2 separate regions of the Cricetulus griseus genome follow, and region 2 is linked to region 1. The links are chromatin contacts, called in public Hi-C maps. All regions are on one chromosome and are shown on one strand. The core of a region is the stretch at or near the end of the contact, and the rest is flanking DNA. Distances in the headings are between cores, read along the strand shown.

Evidence for each region. Hi-C and Micro-C count contacts between places; a contact is called where the count stands out from the background.
Region 2: a Hi-C map of liver shows a contact between it and region 1, with 2.2 times the contacts expected there. The contact joins two enhancer-like sites. A contact is called at or near these places in 2 of 8 Hi-C or Micro-C datasets (the CHK-Q cell line and liver).

What each region holds. Positions count from the first base shown.
Region 1 is chrX:118,346,791-118,352,905 of CriGri-PICRH-1.0, reverse strand. Med14 (mediator of RNA polymerase II transcription subunit 14) reads left to right here. Exons shown (of 32, transcript XM_027433168.2): 4 at 312-417; 5 at 3,074-3,247; 6 at 3,849-3,978; 7 at 5,183-5,311; 8 at 5,681-5,788. Among named protein-coding and RNA genes, the nearest start is that of Med14, 12 kb to the left of the region's middle. Within about 2 kb of position 3,180, at least 1 of the 6 cell types and tissues checked has open chromatin away from gene starts, as enhancers often do.
Region 2 is chrX:118,421,936-118,428,050 of CriGri-PICRH-1.0, reverse strand. It overlaps the pseudogene LOC100769152. Among named protein-coding and RNA genes, the nearest start is that of Med14, 63 kb to the right of the region's middle. Within about 2 kb of position 3,905, at least 2 of the 6 cell types and tissues checked have open chromatin away from gene starts, as enhancers often do.

The DNA.
Region 1 (6,115 bases), core at 1,931-4,430:
TCCCAGCACTCGGGAGGCAGAAGCAGGCGGATCTCTGTGAGTTTGAGACCAGTCTGGTCTACAGAGTGAGTTCCAGGACAGCCTCCAAAGCCACAGAGAAACCCTGTAAAAAAAAAATGTAATCATTGTGGAAAAACTCCTATTGGATTTATTGCTCTGTGGTAAAAGGTACAGACAGGCAGGATACAAAAATGAGATGAAATTAATATTTATATAAATACTTTAGGATAATTTAGTTGTTCTTAAACACACATGAAACAAATTGTGAAATATAATGTGCTGGTTCAGATGATGATTATTTTATTTTACAGGAAAATAGAAATTGTGCAGTTTGCTAGCCGGACACGGCAACTCTTCGTTCGATTATTAGCTTTAGTAAAATGGGCTAATGATGCTGGCAAAGTAGAAAAGTGTGCGGTGAGTTAACCTTTTGATTTTTACTTATAAAATAACTTGAATGCTGGACATGCCTGTGATCTTAGCACCTAGGAAGCTGTGTAAAAGGAGTCATGAGTTCTGGGTTAGTGAGAGTACATGGCAACATGCTATTTTGAAACAAACAAAATAACTTTAAATGTTTTGCATAAGTTAGAATTTTAGCTTTAACTCCTGTTGATTAAGTGTTATTACCATTGTCAATAATTCTTCCTTTATGAAGTTCCACAATGCATTTCTGCTCAAGCCTGGTATTTATTTTTGGACTTGACCAAAAGGAAGAGGAGATACCTGGAAGACCTTACATGAGGAGACTTTAATATATCTTTTTCATATCCATGTTATTGCTTTGAGTTTAGCAATCCTAGTCCATTCATCCTGTCCACCACCCTTCCTGACTGATTTCCCTGCCTCTTTATTTTGAGGCAGCATTTCACTGTGCAATCTAGGCTAGCCTTGTATTTGCTATGTTGCCTAAGCTGAAGTCAAACTTGTGATCTTTGTGCTTCAGTGTCTTGAGTGCTGGATTACAGGTATGCACCACCATGCCTGGCTTCCACTAGAGTTTCAACATCCATTTCCCTGTTCACTGGTGATGTTGAGTATGTGTTCATTGGACATTTGTATTTCTTCCTTAGAGAAATGTCCATTCGCTGCTCAAAGTCTTAACAATTATTAACCATATTGATAGTTGGTGTGTAAACATGTTTTTTCTTTTCTTTGAGACAGGGTTTCTCTGTGTAGCTTTGGAGTATAAATATGTTTTAAAAAGCATACTGATTACTTGGTATCTATGAGATTATTAATAAGTTGCTCAAAACTAAAGCATTAGTATTTGATTTTTAGTGTATCTTGACTTCTGCAACTGTTTCATTACACAGTACTGCAGACTAGATAAACTGATGTCTCAATTAATCTCCTATCTTCCCAGAGGGAAGGTCTCTGATTTTCCTTTTCTTTAACTTGGTCTTATGAACATTTTTACCTGTGAGGGATAAGATTTTTTTTTGAGACAGGGCTTCTCTGTACAGCCCTGGCTGTCCCAGAACTCTATCAATAGACTAGGCAGGCCTCAAACTTAACTGAGATCCGCCTGCTATTGTCTCCCAAGTGCTGGGATTAAAGGTGTACAACACCTCAACCTAGTTAAGTGACAAGATGTTTTCTGTGTTTGTTTTTTGGTTTTTCAAGACAGGGTTTGTCTTCCTAGTAGAGATCCACCTGCCTTTTCCTGAGTACTGGGATTAAAGGCAAGTGCCACCACCGCCTGGAGCAACAAGATTCTTCTGTCTTTTTTTTTTTTTTTAATGTGCATTGGTGTTTTGCCATGGTTGTCAGGTTCCCTGGAAGTGGAGTTACAGAGAGTTGTAAGCTGCCATTTGGGTGCTGGGAGTTGAACCTGGGTCCTCTGGAACAGCAGCCAGTGCTCTTCACTGCTGAGCCATCTCTCCAGCCCCAATAAGATTTTTAAAATGTCCTAAATCTGAGTTAAACCAGTTTAGCAGTTGAGACTGTGTTTTAGTACTATCATGGCTATGAATAAGAAGTTAGTGTTGGTGGCATTGATAGAACATGGCACTAGTTATAAAAGGTAGCATTTCTTTTGTGTTAAGCTGTATAGTGGGAACAAATAAAAAGCCTGGACAGCAGTGGTGGCACACACCTTTAATCTTAGCCCTTGGGAGGCAGAGGCAGGCAGATCTCCATTTTCTGGTTTTAGCTTTTCTAATATTAAGCTCTGTTTCTTTGAAACAAGGTCTTCACTTGTGAATCAACTTTTCTCACCTCTAAGGTGATAGTAATTTTAGAGTTGTAGAAATTAGATAATAAAATAGCTAGAAGAGGAAAAAGATACAGATCACTGTCTTTGTATGATGCTCTATTACATTAATTCTGGGTGACAGGGTTTAAGTTGTCCATCAGAAGCTTGTTTGAAGGACATGAGAGAAAGGAATACTAGGTATTGATGTAAAACAGAATTAAAGGTTTAAAGGAGATAGTTTTTTAGCCTACTCTCTCTACTCTACTCACTACTGCACTGCATAGAGAACTGGTAGAAAGAATTTCTGTATTGTGCAGAAAGTACTGCCAGTATGTACTGAGTGTTTACTATGTTCTGAAGGCTAGAAATGTATTTAATTCTCAGAACAACTTCATGAGGTTGGGAATCATTACCTCCATTTTACTGTTGAAAACCTTAGGTTTAGAAAGGTTAACATTTTTGCCCAAGCAGACAGGGCTAGTAAATTACAGATTTAAAATTTAGATCAAGGCAGTCAAGGAGTCCATGATTTTTTTTGTTTTTTTTGTTTTTTTTTGTTTTTGTTTTTGTTTTGTTTCATTGTTTTTTTTTTTTTTTGAGTCCATGATTTTAACTACTTCATTGACACCTAGTACTAGAAGTCTGTCAGAGTAAAAACATTTTACTTTATTCTCTTCCTAAAATTTGATATTATGTATGAGTGATGTCAAAAGTGGAGAAATGAAAAAATACTATTTTAATGTCATAGAGATAGATACTTCTTCAAATAAATATGAAACTACCTATTTTGATATCTTTTGAAACTTGCTTTGGAGTATATAAATGATATTTAAGAAAACAATTTTTAAGGCAGCTTATTTACTCTTTGCTTTAAAGATGATCTCAAGCTTTTTAGATCAGCAAGCTATCTTGTTTGTGGACACTGCTGATCGCTTGGCCTCATTAGCTAGAGATGCACTGGTCCACGCACGCCTGCCTAGTTTTGCTATCCCATATGCCATTGATGTGCTGACTACTGGCTCTTATCCACGGCTTCCAACCTGTATCAGGGTAAGTGGTTTGCTCCTCTCTGTACTCATAAAAGCTGAAGGCTTTGGGTTTGGATTATGTAGCATAGGAAAAATCCATATTTTAAAAGCTAGTTTATGTAGTTTTTTTTTTTTTTTAATCTAGAAGTAAAAGTGTGGTAGCTTGAAATAAATTGGGGTCATGATATGAGTAGATATCGATCTGGGGAATCTGTTCTTTCCTCTTTTTTCTCCTTCATTTTCTCCCCCTTTCCTGTCCTTGTTGGGAGTAAGCAGATGTACAAATATCATTTAGCTTCTATTTGAAGTATGAAAATAATTGCGTAGTGGTAGCATTTTGGAAGTGCATTCAAAATGTATTATGGTAGATTGAATGATTTTGTGCTATTGTATTCTGTACATTTAGGAAATGGAGGAACTCATTAGTAATATTAACTTGTTATAAAGAACATGGTTTTACCAAGGTTACAGAATTATACTCAAATGCAGAGTCTCTATTATTGGATGTAGACAACAGAAATAGGTATTGTCCTCTTGAGTAAAGTAAGAACATGTATAAAGACAAGTGCAAGTAAACAATTTCATCTTTTGCATATTATTTTAAAGATTCTTTTTTTTTGTAGGATAAAATTATTCCTCCAGACCCAATTACCAAAATTGAGAAACAAGCCACACTTCATCAGCTTAATCAGATTCTTAGACATAGGCTTGTAACAACAGATCTTCCTCCACAGCTAGCAAATCTTACAGTGGGTATGTACCTAAAATTTTTTTTTGTAAGAATATTTTCTTGTGCTGATCAGTGGTGGCGCATGCCTTTAATCCCAGCACTTGAGAGGCAGAGGAAGGTGGATCTCTGTGAGTTTGAGACCAGCCTGGTCTACAGAACTAGTTCCAGGACACCTAGGGCTGCTACACAGAGAAACCCTGTCTCAAACAAACAAACAAAATAAAAGAGAGAGAGAGAATATTTTCTTGGCCTGGCTGGGCAGTGGTGGTGCATGTCTTTAATCCCAGCACTCAGGAGGCAGAGGCAGGCTGGTCTTTGTGAGTTGGAGGCCAGCCTGGTCCACAGAGCTAGTTCCAGAACAGCCAAGGCTACATAAAGATACCCTGTCTTGAAAAAAGAATATTCTTGGCCTTTAGAGATGGCTCAGAGGTTAATAACACTGGCTGCCCTTCCAGAGGTCTTGAGTTCAATTCCTGCCAACCTCATGGTGGCTCACAACCATCTGTAATGAGATCTGGTGCCCTCTTCTGTCATGTAGGCGAACATGCAGGCAGAACACTGCATACATAATAAATCTTAAAAAAAAAATATTTTCTTAAATGTCCTTTTCTTGAAAGAACAGGTAAATAAAGTTTTAAGTTTTATGGTATTTGAATCTATGATTTGCTATCCATAATTGTTCTGTTTTTAGTACCTAAAAATAATGTGCTGATAATTGCAGTGGGGGTGGGGAGTGAGTGTGATTACCTGAGGTTGGAAGAGAAAAGAGGCCCCAAAGTTAAGCCTGGAAAACATGCTGTGCTGTTGATTTGTATGTAGGAAGAGTTGCCTTTGGTTTCTTCCTTTCTTTCTTTCCTTTTTAAAGATTTTATTTATTTATTATGTATATAATATTCTGCTTCCATGTACATCTACACACCAGAAGAGGGTACCAGGTCTCATAACGGATGGTTATGAGCTACCATGTGGTTGCTGGGAATTGAACTTAGGACCTCTGGAAGAGCAGCAGTTGGTGCTCTTAAACTCTGAGCCATCTCTCCAGCCTGCCTTTGGTTTCTTAATGACCTAGACATTGGCTACTGTCTGTGTCTGAACTATTGACTTGGTTCAACACTTAGGACAAAACTTATAGTCCATGTAAAATGTCTTATAAATGAAACTGAAACTTGGAGATTATCCAGAAGCTTATTGTTTTAAAGCAGTGTCCTCTTCTTCCTCTTCTAAAAGCAAATGGCCGTGTGAAGTTCCGAGTTGAAGGAGAATTTGAAGCAACTTTGACAGTAATGGGTGATGATCCAGAAGTTCCATGGCGCCTTCTCAAACTTGAAATTCTAGTTGAAGATAAGGAAACAGGAGGTAAATCATCATAGTACTGGTTTTGGTATTCTTTTTTCCCCCTTAAACATCCATCCATCCATCCATCCATCCATCCATCCATCCATCCATCATTTATGGTCTTGGCATTCTTATTGAAGTATTCCTGCAGAAAACTGTGTAGCAAATTATTCTGTAATTTGAAGCAAACTTTTGATAAGCATAATTACCTACTGATTGGGGAAATTTCAGTGTTTCTTAATGTATAATATTCTATAGTTTTCTCAGGATAATCCCAGGTCCCCTTTTTTAAATTTTACATTCATTTTTAGTATATACTTCCTTGGTTAATGCTATAACAGTGACTTCTCTTTTTTAATTAACTGCCTTCTTTTCTTCTGCCGATGGTAGATGGCCGAGCTTTGGTTCATAGCATGCAAATCGACTTTATCCATCAATTGGTGCAGTCTAGGCTTTTTGCTGATGAGAAACCTCTCCAGGACATGTACAACTGTTTACGTATCCTTCTGAAATTTGAGACATGTACTGTAAGGATTTTGTTTCCCTCTTTCCATTATATTTTCTGTTTACCCTTTGTCCTGAAATGTTGTAGTCTGGCCTCTCCTTCCCATCCCTCACTTTTTTTGGGTAGAAATAGACATGTAGAGCCAGTCAGTGTGAACATTAATGATACATGTATAATAAGACAGGTTTTAAATTTTATCCCTGACTTTGCAGGCAACTCCTAAAATTGATTACTTTGAAATAGTATTGTTTGCTGGCCAAGTTTGTACATGCCTATAATCCCAGCATCTGAGAGGCAAGGCTGTGTAGTTAGTAACAAAG
Region 2 (6,115 bases), core at 2,656-5,155, 74 kb before region 1:
AGTCTTTATTGCTTATGTACTATTGGGGTTAGGCAGACTTACTGAGCTTGGTTAGTTTCAAGGACTTCCTGAAGCTATTGGGACTTGTTTACTTACTGTCTTAAGGAGGTGAAGGAGTATTCCACCTCCCCTTAGATAAACATCCTGGGTATCTTAAAATACCCTGTTGAAAAGACAGGTGGTGGCTCACTCATGTCTTTAATCCCAGCATTCGGGAGGCAGAGGCAGGTGGATTTCTGAGTTTGAGGCCAGCCTGGTTCACAAAGTGAGTTCCAGGACAGTCAGGGCTGTTACACAGAGAAACCCTGTCTCCAAACAAACAAAAGAAAATTCTCAAACGAATATACATACATACATACATACATACACACACACACACACACACACACACACACACACACACACACACATACACACACACACACACATATCAGGCATGACTCCCCCTTGAGTAAAAGCAAAGTACTTTCTGTCTAAAAGAAAGTACTCACAGTACTGGCCTGATCTTGGGCACTGTTGGGACCCAGCCCCCATGGGGTCTCTAAGAGTTGTTTTCCAGCATAACCACAGGTACCTCCTGTTTTCCTGACCTCACCCCACTAGTATCAATATCCTGTTGTGAACCCTTTGACCTGGGAGTTTTGTAAGTTTGTATATAAGGCTGCTCCACAATAAAGGAGAGGGACTTTCTCTCAGAAAAGGTCCAGGCATCTTGTGGTTCATCCAAATCTCCAGGCTTTTGCCCGATACTCAGACTTAGTTGTGGTGGCCAAGGGCAGCCACAGGGCACTCTCTAGCACCAAGGACTTAATCACTCCTTGTAACCCCACCCCCTGCTGTGTGACTCCTGGTCCACTAAGTGGCTGCCTTCCACTGTTAACCATGACTGCTTAACTCAAATAGCATGACTTTCCTCTTCCTCTGGCCTTCTGACAACTGCCAAGCTTCCCAGCTTGCCTGTCCTGTTGCTTTTCTCTTAAATTCTTCAATTAGTTAATTAACAAGAGTAAGAATTCCAAGAGGGGAATCTCAATTTCCCCAGTACCTTGTGTTACCCAGGTGGGGCACCACAAAATGTCTTGTAACTTGCTAGCTGGCCTGAAATCTTGCAGGGGACCCCCCCCCACACACACACACACTGGTATAACTGAAAGGAATCACAGAATCTGGCTTTTACTTGGGTTCCCGGGATCCAGATTGGCCCATCTCCCCGCCATGCTCAGCTTTTATGTGGCTGTTGGGAATCCAAAGGCCAGACCTGTGCTTGTGCAGCAAGCACTGTCACCCAGTGAGCCTGAGCCATCTTCCCACCTTCCTCAAAAGATACGGTTTCTCTGTATACAGGGAGAATTGCGGTCCTCCTTGAGGCTCTTAGTCTCATTAATAAAAGAAGTTAAGAATGAACTTAAACAGGAGCCCAAGGATGATTTTTATTGGAGTTAAAAAAAAATCAGGGGCTGGACAGATGGTTCAGTGGTTAAGAGCACACTGGCTGTTGTTCCAGAGAACCCGGGTTCAATTCCCAGCACCCACATGGCAGCTCACAACTGTCTGTAGCTCCAGTTCCAGGAGATCTGACAGTCTTATACAGACATTCATGCAAGCAAAACATCATTGCACATGAAATGAAAAGTGAATAAATCATTTTTTAAAAAGAAAAATTCGGGGCTGGAGAGATGATTCAGTGCTTAAGAGCACTGACGGTTCTTCCAGAGGACCAGGGTTCAATTCCCAGCACCCATATGGCAGCTCACAACTGTCTGTAACTCCAAGATCTGACACCCTCACACAGACACACATGCAGGCAAAACAACAACGTGCATAAAATAAAAACAGATAAATAAATAAAGAGAAGAAAAATTGTTAGGTCAGGTCTCAGCAGCTGCCCAGAGGAGGACAATGGAGATGAGGAGGAAACACCATTCCATTTAAGCTGGGGAGGCAGTCAAAGACAGCATGGAGAAGCAGCCACATAAGGGAAGGGAGTCTTTAGAGAAAGACTTAAAGCCTAAAGCATTGGCTGTGGTGGTGGAGAGAAAATGGTCCCCCATAGGGAGTGACACTGTTAGGTGGTGTGGCCTTGTTGGAGTAGGTGTGACCTTGTTGGGTGGGCTTTGAGGTCTCCTTTGCTCAAACTATGCTCAGAATAACATATAGTTGCTTCTGCTGCCCGTGGACCCAGATGTAGAACTCTCAGCTCCTCCTCCAGCACTGTCTGCCAAAGCGCTGCCATGCTCCCTGCCATGATGATAATGGACTGAACCTCTGAAACTCTAAGCCCCCCCAATGAAATGTTTTTCTTTATAAGAGTTGCTGTGTTTGCCGGGCGTTGGTGGCGAACGCCTTTAATCCCAGCACTCGGGAGGCAGAGGCAGAGGATCTCTGGGAGTTCAAGGCTAGTCTGGTCTACAGAGTGAGTTCCAGGACAGGCTCCACAGCTACACAGAGAAACCCTGTCTTGAAAAAACAGTAATTAAAAAGTAAAAGCCTATTTCTTAAAAATGGAGTCTGTTTTTTACTGTGGAATAAGGCAGAAGATTTGAATGCTATTAAAGTGTTCTCCAAGGAGCTTCAGATTCCCATTCCTCACAGGAAGTTCTATTGTTTCTTGCTCTGCCCGCTCTTATCACTGCATTTTATAATTGCTTGTAGACTTCCTCCTGACTGTGGTGAGCTAGTTAAAGAAGGGGTTTTGATTATTTTTTTTTCCCTTACCGTCTTAGAGTCAGCTCCCTGTGTGCTTCAATGTGAGTTGGCAGAATCCAATTCTTCAGCTCTGTGGACCCCAGGGAACTGGCACACAAATGAACCTTCCACACATTTTATTGGCTAGAATTGGGTTGTAGTATGACACACAAGCTAGCTTTGTGCTTTGTTTTATTATCAAACTTGGGGGTCACAACTTGTGCCCCAAGCCAGGCCCAGCTACTGGTCCTTAATAAACCAAGTAAAAGATCCAGATTACCTGGGTGTGGTGGTGCATGGCTTTAATCCAGAGGTAGAGGCTGTAGGATCTCTGTGAGTTCGAGGTCAACCTGGTCTACGTAATTACAGGCCTGCCAGGGCTATTACAGAGACCCTGTCTCAAAAAGAAAAGGGGTGGGGTCAGAAAAAGGAGATTCATTCAGTGTGACCACCTTGGGAAAGGGGAAGAAATCCATCTCTCTGTCCTCTGGTCTTGCCCTCCCCCATGTGCCCCCCACCCCGTTTTCCTCATGGTTACTCTCTCAGCTCCAGTCTCTCCTGCAAGATCACCTGACAAAACAGACTTTTCCTCCCTCCATTCTAGGGTCTCAGCCTTTCCTTTTCAGAGCACGAGGTTCCTAGGAAAATTTCAATTTTAGGGGTGTTTATTGTTTCAATAGCCTGCTTATCTCTTTACAATATCCTCATTCCTGCTAGGCAGGCCCGGTATAAATGGATAGGGGGATATTTCTGTGGTACACCTTCCCTCTATTTCCAGAAACCGGTCAATGGTCATTAGCTGCCCATCAATTTAGTAGCAGATTTTCAGAGTGGAAAAGGGAGACCAGCCTGTCCGTTTGATTTCAGAAACGGTGAGACTGGAGGTCGTCACGTCCCCTTCACTGGAGGAATGGTGGGAAGAAAGAAGCGTGTCATTGCAATCGGAAAGGCTGTCTCTTTGTCCTAGGAGACACAAACTAGTTTCCTGAATTGGATGCTGTAATGAAAAGAGGGGGGCGGGAGATTGAAATTTTCCCAAGCGTAGGAGGTAATTACTGGAGAAAGGTTGCGCGTCTGCATCGAGCAGGTTACACCACACGAACAAGAAAAACGTGGAGCATTTTTCTAGCTAATAATGCCCATCCAAAGGCAAAGGGTGGGAGGACCCTGCGGCCAGGCCGCCTGATGCTGCTGACAACATTCTGCTTGGACCGGATCCCGGACGCGGCTGGCAGCAGCCTTTTGCCCAAACGTGGGGGGAAGGGGCGGAGACTCGGTTAGAGCAGGAGCTTCAGCTTTTCAAACTTCAGCTTTCGCTTGCATTGCCTTTCCAAATTCCAGCTCCCTTAGGGACTTCGTCCAAGTCCTCAGGCTGGCTGTCTTTGCTACTTAGGATCAAAATAAAATTCCCTGCTTCTGTGGAATGATTTGGTAGTAGCTCTGAGAAAAACTGTCTCTGGCCCTTTAAATTTTTTCTTTCTCCTCCCCCCCCCACCCTTTTCATCATGCTTGCCTGCGACAGATGCTTGAAATTCCTCTTTGGCAAAAGGAATTCTCCTTTTCAGCCTTGGCTTTTAAATGCAAATCAGGCCTGTGTGGGGGAAGTGATTCGGTTTGTCTGAGGTTAGCCCGTTGTGCACAACAATAACACAAGATGAAAATGATGTGAATAAAGACTGTATTGGAGAATAAGGGACTGCCTTAGAGACCAGGACCAATCTGGTCTGTTGGCAGAATAACTTCTTTTGGTCACGTGCTCCCCACACTTTGTTTTTGAAAATCACTTTGAATTCTGTGTGAGTAAATGCCAAGTGTGTGCACCTGCCCTCAGAGGCCAGAAGAGGGCATCAGATCTCCTAGAAGCTGGAGCTACCTGCAGTTGTGTGCCACCCAACATGGGTGTTGGGAACTTAACACCCATGTTGGGTGGTCCTCTGCAGGAGAGGTAAACATTTTTTTTGAGGTTTTACATTTTATAAAATCAGAGCTGGCTGATCTTCAGGGGTACAGCAACAGCTCAAGGCTGGGAGAAGCTGTCTGTTGGTCCCCACTCCCGAGGGCCGGGTTAGGGGGCATTTCATGGCAACAGCTGAGGTTCCTCTCAGCTCCAGGGCAGATGCTCAAATAGGGAGAGGGATGGCCATGGTCATGAGGAGAGGGAAGCTCCTGAGGCTCAACACTGCTGGCTTCTTCTCTCCACTCCTGTTCGTTTCCAGCACAGCCTGGCTGCCTCGCTGGCCTGGGTCACAGCAAAGGCCCAAGAGCCACGGAGGGAGGTGGATGGGAACAGAGCGCCAAGGGAAGGGGCCTTTGGCCCAAGGGAGGAGAGTGGCCCTCCCCCCACAACTCCCCACTGAATCCACAGCACAGAAAACACCTCTAGTCCATCAACTCCACTGGGTCCAGGGTCCAAAGGGGCAGGCAGTTGAGACAGGCAGGGGCAATGAAGACAAGAGCAGGCTCAGAAGGGGAGGCAGCAGAGCTTTCTTCCTATCCATGGGATGAGACAGTGGGGAGGCTGGTATTGCTATTGGTGGTCAGCTCATTGAGCTCCCACCTGATATCATGGGGTAGACAGGACTGGTCCAGGTTATACTGAATCACGGCCAGTTTGCACAGTCTTCAGACTAGGGTTAAAGTCCAAGATGTATAAGTCACAATGATCTATGAGGTCAAATTCATCTCCCAGGTCTTCCTTGGGAGAGGGGCTGTACCCCCAAAGAGGATAATCTTATCACCAACAATACAGCAACACTAGCGCCGGCAGGGACATGGCCCTTTCCCCTTTTGGTTCAATCTTTTTCCAAGTAAAGGACCCAGGATTAGACTTCCAGAGATCATTGTAAGGACTCAGGCATTATGCTGGCCTGCCCCTGTCACCTGGCCGAATGCACTCAGGCAGTACCCTGGTCAGTCCAGAGTTCCATGGTTGCATAGTCTGCACACAAGGTATAAAGGACCCCTTTAATAGAAAGACCCCGCCCACTTATGTTCTCTTTCCTGCGTTCCTCTTTCTGCTATCTCTTTCCTGCTCCTCTCTCTTCCCACAGTCCTGGGGCAGACAGGACTTTCCCTGGCTCCCTCTTCTCTTCTGTCCTCTCTGTGTCTCTGTGTCTCTTTACCTCCTTTCTCTTTCCTCCCCTTCCCTCCCCTTTCTAATAAAACTTCTCACTTAAGCTCTGTCTGCCTGGCGTGCTTGTCCCTCCGCTTGAGTCATCCTTGCCAGCCATGAAATCCATGCAAGGTTCCCTTCAAGCTTTATCATAACAATCATGGAAAGTACTGGTTCAGCCTTGCATTATAGCCACCAAAGATGTACAGCTCCCCATTGTAGCCAAAGGCTGAAAGGCTCCTGAGCCCCTCAGGCGGCACCGGAGTGTGTGGACGGTCAAACCAGGCCTCAGTTCTGGCGTCAAAGACTCGAATTCCG